Linked DNA regions of Rattus norvegicus: region 1 is linked to region 2. Evidence: chromatin contacts called from public Hi-C data. All regions are on one chromosome and are shown on one strand. Each heading gives the region's core, a stretch centred on a gene start, on an enhancer-like site or on the middle of the called end of the contact. The rest is flanking DNA. Distances are from core to core; before and after follow the strand shown.

Evidence for each region. Hi-C and Micro-C count contacts between places; a contact is called where the count stands out from the background.
Region 1: a Hi-C map of Schwann cells shows a contact between it and region 2, with 2.3 times the contacts expected there. The contact joins the promoter of Trim24 here to the enhancer-like site in region 2. A contact is called at or near these places in 2 of 12 Hi-C or Micro-C datasets (Schwann cells and liver).

Annotation. Positions count from the first base shown.
Region 1 is chr4:67,532,362-67,537,218 of GRCr8, reverse strand. It overlaps Trim24 (tripartite motif-containing 24), which reads right to left and starts at 2,884. Exons shown (of 19, transcript NM_001395753.1): 1 at 2,218-2,884. The coding sequence starts at 2,581. It also overlaps the pseudogene Hmgb1-ps18.
Region 2 is chr4:67,435,414-67,440,324 of GRCr8, reverse strand. No RefSeq gene overlaps it. Among named protein-coding and RNA genes, the nearest start is that of Trim24, 96 kb to the left of the region's middle. Within about 2 kb of position 2,939, at least 3 of the 93 cell types and tissues checked have an H3K27ac peak or open chromatin away from gene starts, as enhancers often do. A contact at or near this core is called in Schwann cells, where this site is marked.

The DNA of each region.
Region 1 (4,857 bases), core at 1,635-4,134, 97 kb before region 2:
AATTGCTACTGGAAAATGGCAAAAATTAGGCCAACATCCTCTCCTGCTCAGGACCCAATGTACTCCTTACCAGGAGGGGATTACTCCTTTTTGAAATTATGTTTGGGAGTCCTCCAAGCTATCCTCCTTCCCCCCAAGCAAAAATGTCTAATCATTCCCTACTCAAGTCCTCACAGGCTTAGCAGGAACTTGCCACAGCATTGACCAGATTGTGAAAGAAACCCAGCCCTCTCCCACCTCTGATCCAGCTAACGGTTGAACCCTGCATTCTCAACTGCATGGCCAATATATCAAATAGAAAATAAAGTTAGTTGAGCTTCTGATCCTTAGAACCAAAAATGCCCCTAGAACAGCACAAGTCATCTATTTGACTCCTCTTGCCCATAGAACCAATTAGGTAATATGATACTGCAAGACAGTGTGGAGGTTCCTCTATCATATTTTTGCTGAGACCATTTTAGGTTTGACTAAAGTTTGGTTTCCTTGATGGGGAATCTTGTAGAAAATTACCAAAATCTAAGAACCCAAAGTCAAGATGCTCTAGCTAATTTAGCTTAGCTTCTGTTAAACTGCTTGCTTGCACAAAACTTCTTGCTTGCAACTACAAGGCAAAAGGCAAGATAAGAGGATGTGACTCTGAAAGCCCCTTGCAGAGCAGTGGTGCTCACACCTTTAATCCCAGCACTAGGGAGTCAGAGGCAGGCGGATCTCTGTGACTTCTATGCCAGCCTGGTCTACAGAGCATGCTCCAGGAGCCAGAGCTGTTACATAGAGAAACACTTATCTCAAAAACAAAACAAGCAAACCCAAACCAAAAAACCGAAACAAAACCCAAAAAACAAAACCAAAAACCAAAAGACAAAAAAGCCCCCTTCCTCTAAAGGTCTAAGGTTCTTAATCTTAGTGCTGCCACTTTTAACACACACTTCCTTATGTTGTGGTGACCCCCAACTATAAATTATTTTCTTTGGTACATCATAATGGTAATTTTGCTACTGTTAAGAATCATAGTATAAACATCTAGTATGCAGGACATCAGATATTGGACCTCAGTGAAAGCTTCATTCCACCCTCCACAAGGGGTCTGGACCTACAGGTTGAAAACCACTGGCTTACATCTGCATCCTTGATACCTGAGTGTAATCCAGGGGGCTGGAATACTTTCATTTGGCTATAGCTGAGTGGTCTCCTTCTGGTGGGCTTTCCCTGTGGTGCTTCCCGTAACAATACAGACCCGTGGAAAATAGTTTCCTATGTTTAAAGACCGTTGTAAGATAGAGCTACGTGGTTCTAAGTCAACAATCCAAGCCAGTAATTGCATCCTGACCTAAAGTAATTACTTAACAAATTAATTCAAAGCAGTTATTCCCTTAAAAGAGATGCTAAAAGTGACTGGCCAGCAGGTGTGATGGCTCCTGCCTGTTATCTTTACTCTAAAAAGGCTGAGACGGGAAGATTGCTAGTTGTGGATAAGTTTGGGCTGCTACATAAGCCAAACAAAACATACACACAAACAAAAAAACCCACTAAGCAATAGAAAAAGACTTGCGGTTACTATTTTAAAGACGCAAATTTGCCCAAATATTTGCATTATTAAAAGTTAAAAACTTCAAGCGTTCTCCCAGAAATAATTACTGCACTTCAAATCACTTTAAATGCTTCAAACCTGTTAACATAAGCAATGGAAACTACCTGTCAAAAACTAATTACCCGATAACGCCACAAAAGAGAAAGTAACTTCCAACTACTGCTTACAAAACACTTTGGAAGTCTATTTACTTTCTATCCTTTATTGAATCTCTCAAAATAAAATCTTCGAAAGCAGCAGACAACAAAACTCCTTCTTCTGGTTCCTTTGTCCTCAACGGAGGGGATAGAGAGGGAACTCATTACGGTAAAAAGCCCGGAACGCACAAGATTCGAAACAGACGGCAGCCAATCTGCAATCAATCATCAAAGAAAATCCCATCACTTCATCTCCACCTCTCCCTCCCCCTTTCTAGCTCGCATAACCCGGGTGTACACGAGCTGATCCGGATCATATGCACCCGGACAAAGCTTCGCGAAGGCAGCGGGGAGCTGCTAACTCGCCACAACCGTCAGAGCTCTGCAAAAAGTGAGGGACCGCTGAGTCGCTCGACCGGCACTGGTCCTTTTCACCCCCTCCACAGCCTCGTGACAGCGGGTCGCGCCCGCCACCTCGCGGGCCCCTCTCACCTTGGGTGGCGAATGGCGAAGGACCACCGGCCGGGGAGCCCGGGGCGGGGGCGGGGACAGGAGCCGGTGGAGGGGTCTCTGCTGAGCCCAGCGAGGGCGCCGTCAGCATGAGATAGCGCTGGGGTGCGGGCAAGCAGCGCTGGCAGAACGAGTGCAGGCAGGGCAGCAGCTTGGGCACCCGGCTCTGGATGTTCTGGTGGCACACGGCGCAAGTGTCCAACAGGTTGAGCCGGGACACCTCGCCGCCGCTTTCCGAGTCCGGGCCCTGCCGGCTCTCGGCCTCATTCTCCCCGCTCGGCGCCGCCGCTGCGGGGGCCCCGGCCAGAGCCGCCGCCGCCGCTGCCTTCTCCACAGCCACCTCCATTGTCCTGCGGCCGCCGCCGGGAAAGCGGGAGCGCGCTCACCGCCCGCCGCCCCCGACGACCTCCGCTGCTGCCGCCGCCTCCCGCTTCTCTTCCGAGGCCGCGCGTATTCGCGGAGGGAGCGCAGGGAGGAAGCCACTTCCCGAGTGGCGCGGCCGGAAGACGCGGAGCTGTCAACGGGGACCGGTTCCCGCACCGCGACGCCGCCGCGCGGGCCGCCAGGCAAACCGCCACCGAGACGCTCGATTCCGCCCAGCGCGCCCGCCCGCGCCTAGCAGCCTTTCTCTCGGGCCCCTTGGACCACCGTGGGCCCCGCCCCCACCTCCCTCTCCCAGCAACCGCGGCGACTGCGAGCTGAGTGCCATCCAATGACCGCCGCGCCTGCCCAGGGGGCGGGGCCTGCGGGAGCCCGCGAGGCTCGGACGGCCCCCGCGGGAGGTTGGGAGTGGGCGGGGCTAGCCCCGCTCCGGACGCCGAGGACCGCGGCCATTGATTGGCTGTCTCTGTGTGGGTCTCTCTTCTGAAGATTGTAAAGGAATCGTCTGTAAAGCAGCCAGAGTAGACATCGGGTTCCGCCCGCCGCTGTGGCCCCGCCCAAGGGGCGGGGCTCTACCTAGTCTCCCCAACCTGATTAATTAAGAAACTGCTCGGAAAGCTGCTTTTACTACTTAAAGACTTGAATGGTGAAAGGAGTAAGATCTTGGGAGGGCTGAAGTAAGTTACGTGCAACAGAGAAAAGATTCAAAACCTCGTTGTATGAGCCCACATTGTGTGAGAGGGGGAGTGTGCAGGCAGCTTGAATTTTTTTTTTTTTTTTGGTGGCCTGAATTTATTTCTGTGATGAATGAATGGGAGTGATGTATAGGGGAAGAGATTACAAATTTGTCGGAACTTTAAAGATCTCAATGGGAAAAGGTGAAATTAATTTTGCTTAAGTGAATAAAAGCAGTTAATATTTTTGAGGACTAAATAAACGATCTGCAAGTGTCTTAAGTACGTGAATATTAAATTCTTAAAAAAAAAAAAAAAGCCAGAGTTGGTGGCACACACCTATACTTCTAATACTCTAGAGACAAAGGCAGGAGAATCACTACAAATTCAAGATTATTCTTGGTTATAGTCAATGTTAAACCCTGTCTCAAAAAGGGGAGGAGGAAACTGAAAAAGAAAAAAAAAAAAAGAAAGAAAAAGAAAAACCTCAAACTGGTGTTAAGAGTTTCAGTATTATATTACATGTCATCCTCCCGAGCTTGTTACCGGAAATTCTGGGGAGTCCCATGGGAGTTGCCACCTGTTACTAGGGAAATCAGAGTTCCCTCCTGAGGTTCTTAGTCTCATTAATAAAAGAATTTAAGAAGAAACTCAAAAGGAAGCTTGAGGAAAATTTATTAGAGTTGAAAAGAAAGGATACAAAACAAAGCATCTGTGCAGGCAGGCTGTAAACCGTGGCAGCTATCCAGAAGAAGATGGAGAAGTGGGAGAGAGGCCAGGCCATTTGTGTTAGACAGACATAGAAGTCAGCTCCATGGGTTACAAGCAGCCGCGTGGCCAGGAGGGAAGCTTTAGAGAATGAGGGAGGAAAGCCCAAACTACCAGAGAAAGTATATTAGGCCAGCACCCAAAAGAACTGAGAAGACAAAGAGAAGGTTGAGTGTTTCTGGGACAGTAGACAGAAATCATGGAGAAGCTCATCGGGAATCTGAAACGACTGCGATAGTGGCCAGGAATTTTGGGAAGAGAAAGTCTGCCTGTTTCATTAAAGGGTAGGTTATTCCTCCTTTTGCATGGCTTTAGGTGAACCTACCTTTCTAAGGGATGGTCCCTTATCCAGGTGATTGGCAGAGCCAGTTGGACTAAGATTTATGGCTCTACCTCAGAGATAGATTTCATTGGTTTTTGGTTAGTAGGCAGCATCTTTCCCTTAATGGATCGTTAGTAAGAATAACGGAAATTACATTTTCAGTCAAAAGCATAAAAAGTCAGGCGCAGTGGTACATACCTTTAATTCCAGCCCATGAGAGGCAGAGGCAGGCAGATCTCTGAATTCAAGGCCAGCCTGATCTACAGAGCCAGGAAGCCAGGGCTACACAGAGAAACCTTGTCTTTAAAAACAACAAAAAGCTGGGCAAAACTTTGTAGAGGTTGAAGAATACCTTGAGAGGAGACGAGCTATTGTACACACAGGACTAAAGTCCATGTGCTGTAGTTCCCAAAGACTTGAGGAGAAAGGCCACTGAACTAAATCATCATGACCAAATTTATTAAAGCAAGCAAGCAA
Region 2 (4,911 bases), core at 1,690-4,189:
GAAAATGAAAATGAATAACATGTCAAGAAGTCTGCAGTATTTGAAGGAGGGATGGCATTTCATTCCCAACCCCTGAATACAATTCAGAGAGAATGTTGTAGAACAAAGCTTGATAAGAATCCAACCTTTTGGCAACCATTAAGTCAAAGGTTTGCACATCATGCTCACTATGACCAAAGGATGAGAGAAGTGGAGAAGGTGGATTGGGATGTCAATCATCTGGTTATCCTACTGAAGTATGATAAATCCATGATATCTCAAAACTAGCAGAATCATGAGCCAAAAAACAAAACAAATACTTGTCTTAGGGTTTTACTGCTGTGAGAAGACACCATGACCAATGCAACTCCTATATGGACAACATTTAATTGGAGCTAGCTAACAGGTTCAAAGACTCACCGTCATCATGGTGGTAGCATGGTAGCTTCTAGGCAAACATGGTACAGGAGGAGCTGAGAGTTCTACATCTTCATCTGAAGGCTGCTAGTGGAAGACAGACTTCTAGTCTAGAACAAAGGTATTAAACCACAGTGACACATCCACTCCAACAATTACTCTTAATAGTGCCACTCTCTGGCCCAAGCATATTCAAACCATGACACCACCCCTACCATGCCACCCTGAAAACCAATGTACCTAGAGATAAACTGTGAAGAGATATTAACTAAGTAAAAGTCTAGGTTATCTTCTTTGGGACTAAGTCTCTGCTTTAGGACCCAATACAGATGACTGAAAATGAAGCAATCCACTTGAGAAAGTTACAGACCACCACTATCAATAAGCCAGATAAGGGTATGGGTCCTTTATTTGGCCAGCTAGTGGGCTAGAGCCTAAGAAAGAATCTTAGTACCAAAGCTCAAGGTTACAGCATTTTTAAAGGTAAAAGACCATATAGACCACAAGTACATCAGTCTTAGATAAAGCTCAGAGCAACTTTGTAACATCTGTTTTGGCAGAACATAGTAGTTATTTTGGACACAACACAATTAATTTTGATTTATACCCTTTCCAGTTATTTTAGTTTATGTTTAGTTTGTACAAACCTTATAATTTTGGCTAATACATTTAGACCATGGTCAGGGTCATGGACAATCCCAAATGTGTTGCTAAGGCCAATGTGGCCATTTTAGGGACAGAAGGCTGAGAAGGATCTCAGTAGACACCAGTGGAGTAAGGACAAGATGGCTTTACCTTAGTCACTTCCAAAATAAGGGGCACACTCCCTAAAATTCCACTAACAAACTTGTAATTCCAGCACTTTGGAGGCTGGGACAGGAAGATCTCAGGTTTGAAGCTGAGGGTGGCCTAGCATTAGACCCTGTTTATAGGAATTAAAAATAGTACACAAGTAAAATTTCTAGTTAACTAGGTGAAATTGTGCTGTTTATATGACCCGAAGTTCTTTTGAGGTATGAAATCACCTTCATTCTCTACCCTTCAAATTTCTATTGTTTGTTTTTTCTTTTTTTTTTTTTTTCTTTTCGGAGCTGGGGACCGAACCCAGGGCCTTGCACATGCTAGGCAAGCGCTCTACCACTGAGCTAAATCCCCAACCCCTCAAATTTCTATTGTTAGGAAACAGATTAACCAATGTACTCACCTGGGGGTGGCACAAAACTTTGGCCACAGCACCCAGAGTTAGGGGCAGGGGGATATTTGTAGCAATTTCCTCTGAATTAAAGCTTTCTCTTCTGGATTGAGGCTCATTAATAGCAGGAAGAAGCAAAACTAAGTAAGGCTCGGGAAGTACACAACTCAGAAGTATGAGGAAGTTCCTGAAGTTGTATAAGCTTGGACAACTGATGCAGAAAGGAGACTCTAGCTGGCTGAGAGACCTGCAGGTTGTAAAGGATGCTTCCAGGGATGCAGCTTTTGTGGGTGTGATGGTTTTTATATGCTTGGTCCAGGGAATGGCACTATTGGAAGGTGAGGTCTTGTTGGAGTAGTTATATAACTATGGGTGTGGGCTTCAGACCCTCACTTTAGCTGTCTGGAAGTTAATATTCTGCTAACAACTTCCAGATGAAGATGTATAACTCTAAGCTCCTCCTGCACCATGCCTGCCTAGATGCTGCCGCGCTCTTGCCTTGACAATAATTGTCTGAACTTGTAAGCCAGCCCCAATTAAATGTTGTCCTTTATAAGACTTGCCATGGTCATGGTGTCTCTTCACAGCAGTAAAACCTTGACTAATACAGTGGGTCATTTCTTATGCTGGGGTGAGCCTTTCCCTAATTCATCTGTCTTTTGTTGTGCGATATTCACCAGAAACAACTACTTAGACATGGGTTTAAACCAATAGAAAGTCTTTGTTAGCCAGCTAGCAACTAGACTGGATGTTTGGCAATCCCATTATAGCTCTAAGCCTTTCTCATGGTGAGCTTTTAAGCACAAAATATATATCCTGGGTTAACATATTTCAGTTAACAAGAATAGTTAGACAGAAGCAGAACTACAGAAGCTAAAAAAGTAAGGTTAGTACATTTAGAGAGCTTTCCAGAACTATGAACTTTGGTGAATTAGGTCTTTGTTTTCATTTTGACTGGTTGTGCTATTTACATGCTGAGCTGTATGGCCTGAAAGGTACTTCCTTCCATCATGGAGTTGTGAGGTTCAAGTTGGACCTTACCAGAACCCCTTGAATGAGACTCACAGAGGTGGTGATCAATGTAAAAGCAAGAGGAGTTTTTATTGTTCCAGCAAATTGCGGTCGCCCCAGTTTGAGAGGGAGACGACCCTGAGCAGACTTGAACAGAGAGTTATATATCTTTGATAAAGGCAGATTTCAAACAATAAGGGTAGAATTCAAACAATAGTAACTAGTCAGGCTACTGTTGGTGGGGCGAAGTGACCTTCAAACTGACTCGCGGTCAGTGGACTGTCAGGGACTTTCCAAAGGGGTTGGTTGGGAATCAGAGGTGGCTTTGTTTGACAATTTGGCTTGCAGTTGTTCTAGGAACTAAACCAGCTCTACCCTTCCTGGAAGGGAGGGTTCTTTGTGCTCCAAGGTTTGTGGTGGAATTTTTCCACTGACCTTACATTGACCCCAACTTTAGCTCTTTGAGAATCAGCTGTGTTAAGGTTTGGGAGCCTGTTACATTTTGAGTCATTATGAAAAGGTTAATCTCTATTCCAGGAGAATTAAGGGAAAATGAAACTCCTAAGTATGGAGGGGTTCATGGGGCTATTTTATGCAGAAGCTTTTTCATTGGCTGCTCATTGGGTGAGCACTTTCTGGTCAACCCTGACAACCTGAGTTGGATCCCCAGAACTCTTGCAAAAATGAAAGGAGAAAACAAACTTCATAATTGTTCTCTGAACCTGCACAAGCACTATGGCAAGACCTCCTTCCATAATAATATACCCTAATAATAAATAGATCTTAATTTAAAAAGAATTGTTTTTAGGGCTAGGAAAAGACTGAAGTAACAGCAAGAGACTGATTGGACATGTCCTGGGCTGAGCCAATTGTACATTCTTCCCATATACCCCTCCCCCTGCCCAACCAGAGGAATGGTCATATGCTGGTCATATGATGTACACTGCCTGTTCTGTTAAGTCTTTCTGAAAGCACATTCATAGACACACTCAGAGATGTGTTTCCATGGTGACTCCAAATACCGTCAAGCTGACAGTGAGAATAGAAAGTTTTTATAATTTCTCTTTAAAAATTAATTACAGAAACCTAATGTTTAAATTTTACTCTGGACAAATAAGTCCATGGAGCAGAGCCCTGAGTCTTTGTCCAAAAAATTTAAACTTGTCTGCATAAACTTTAAGCACTAGTAGAGTTTAAATGTAAAACAAAACGATACGAGGGTTTTGTTGTTGTTTTCTTATTTTGAGACAGGGTTTCACTGTGTAGTCGAAGGCTGTCCTCCCCCTCACTAGGTAGATTAAGCTGGCCTTGAACTCAGAGACCCATTGCCGTTGCCTATTAAGTGATGATGTTCTGGATAGTTTTATGTGAATTTGGCATAAGATGCTTCATCTTAAACCTTGATTGAGAAAATGCCTCTATGAGATTGGGCTGTAGACAAGCCTGTAGGGCATTTTATTAATTGGTGATTGATGTGGGGGTGCCCAACTCTTTGTGCCATTCCTGAGCTGGTGGCCCTGGGTTTTATAAGAACGCAGACTGAGCAAGCCATAAGAAGCAAGTCAGTAAGCAGCACTCTTCCATTGCCTCTGCATCAGTTCCTACCTCCAACTTCCTGCCTTGATGTCTTTCAGTGATGGACAGTGATTTAAAAGCATAAGCAAATAAATAGCTCCTCTCTAAAATGCTTTTGGTCATGGTGTTTCATCACAGCAGTAGAAACCCTAATTCAGACAACTAGAGTTGAAAGCATGCCTAATTTCGGGTTTCTTCCTCCTACGTGTGTGTCTTAGACACTGACCTGTCTCAATTGAGGGATTACCCAGATCATATTGGCCTGTAGATGATTGCAGTGTTTATATGTAGAGCTGTCCTGATTGTAAATTGACAATTTGAGAATGTAGAGGGGCTCAACTCATTGTGGACCATGATGTCCATAGAGAGATGGGTTAGAGCTATACAGGAAAGATAGCTAAGCAAGCCTGGGAGCAAGTTAGATATTAAGCAGCATTCCTCCTGGCTTTTGTTTTCAGGTTCCTGAAAACAAAACATGACTTCCTTTCATGATGTAACTTATAGGCTATAAGCCATAGGCTATAATAAACCCTTTGTTCCCAAGAATGAAGGAAAGACAGACAGGAAGCATGATATGTCTCCCAAAAATTCTATGGGTGCATATGGATTTTATGGCTGTGAAGAGGTACTCTTATAACAGCAAACATTTAATTGGGACTGGCTTACAGTGTCAGAGGTTTAGTCCATTATTGTCCTGGTGGAAAACATGGCAGCAAGCAAGCAGACTTGGTGCTAGA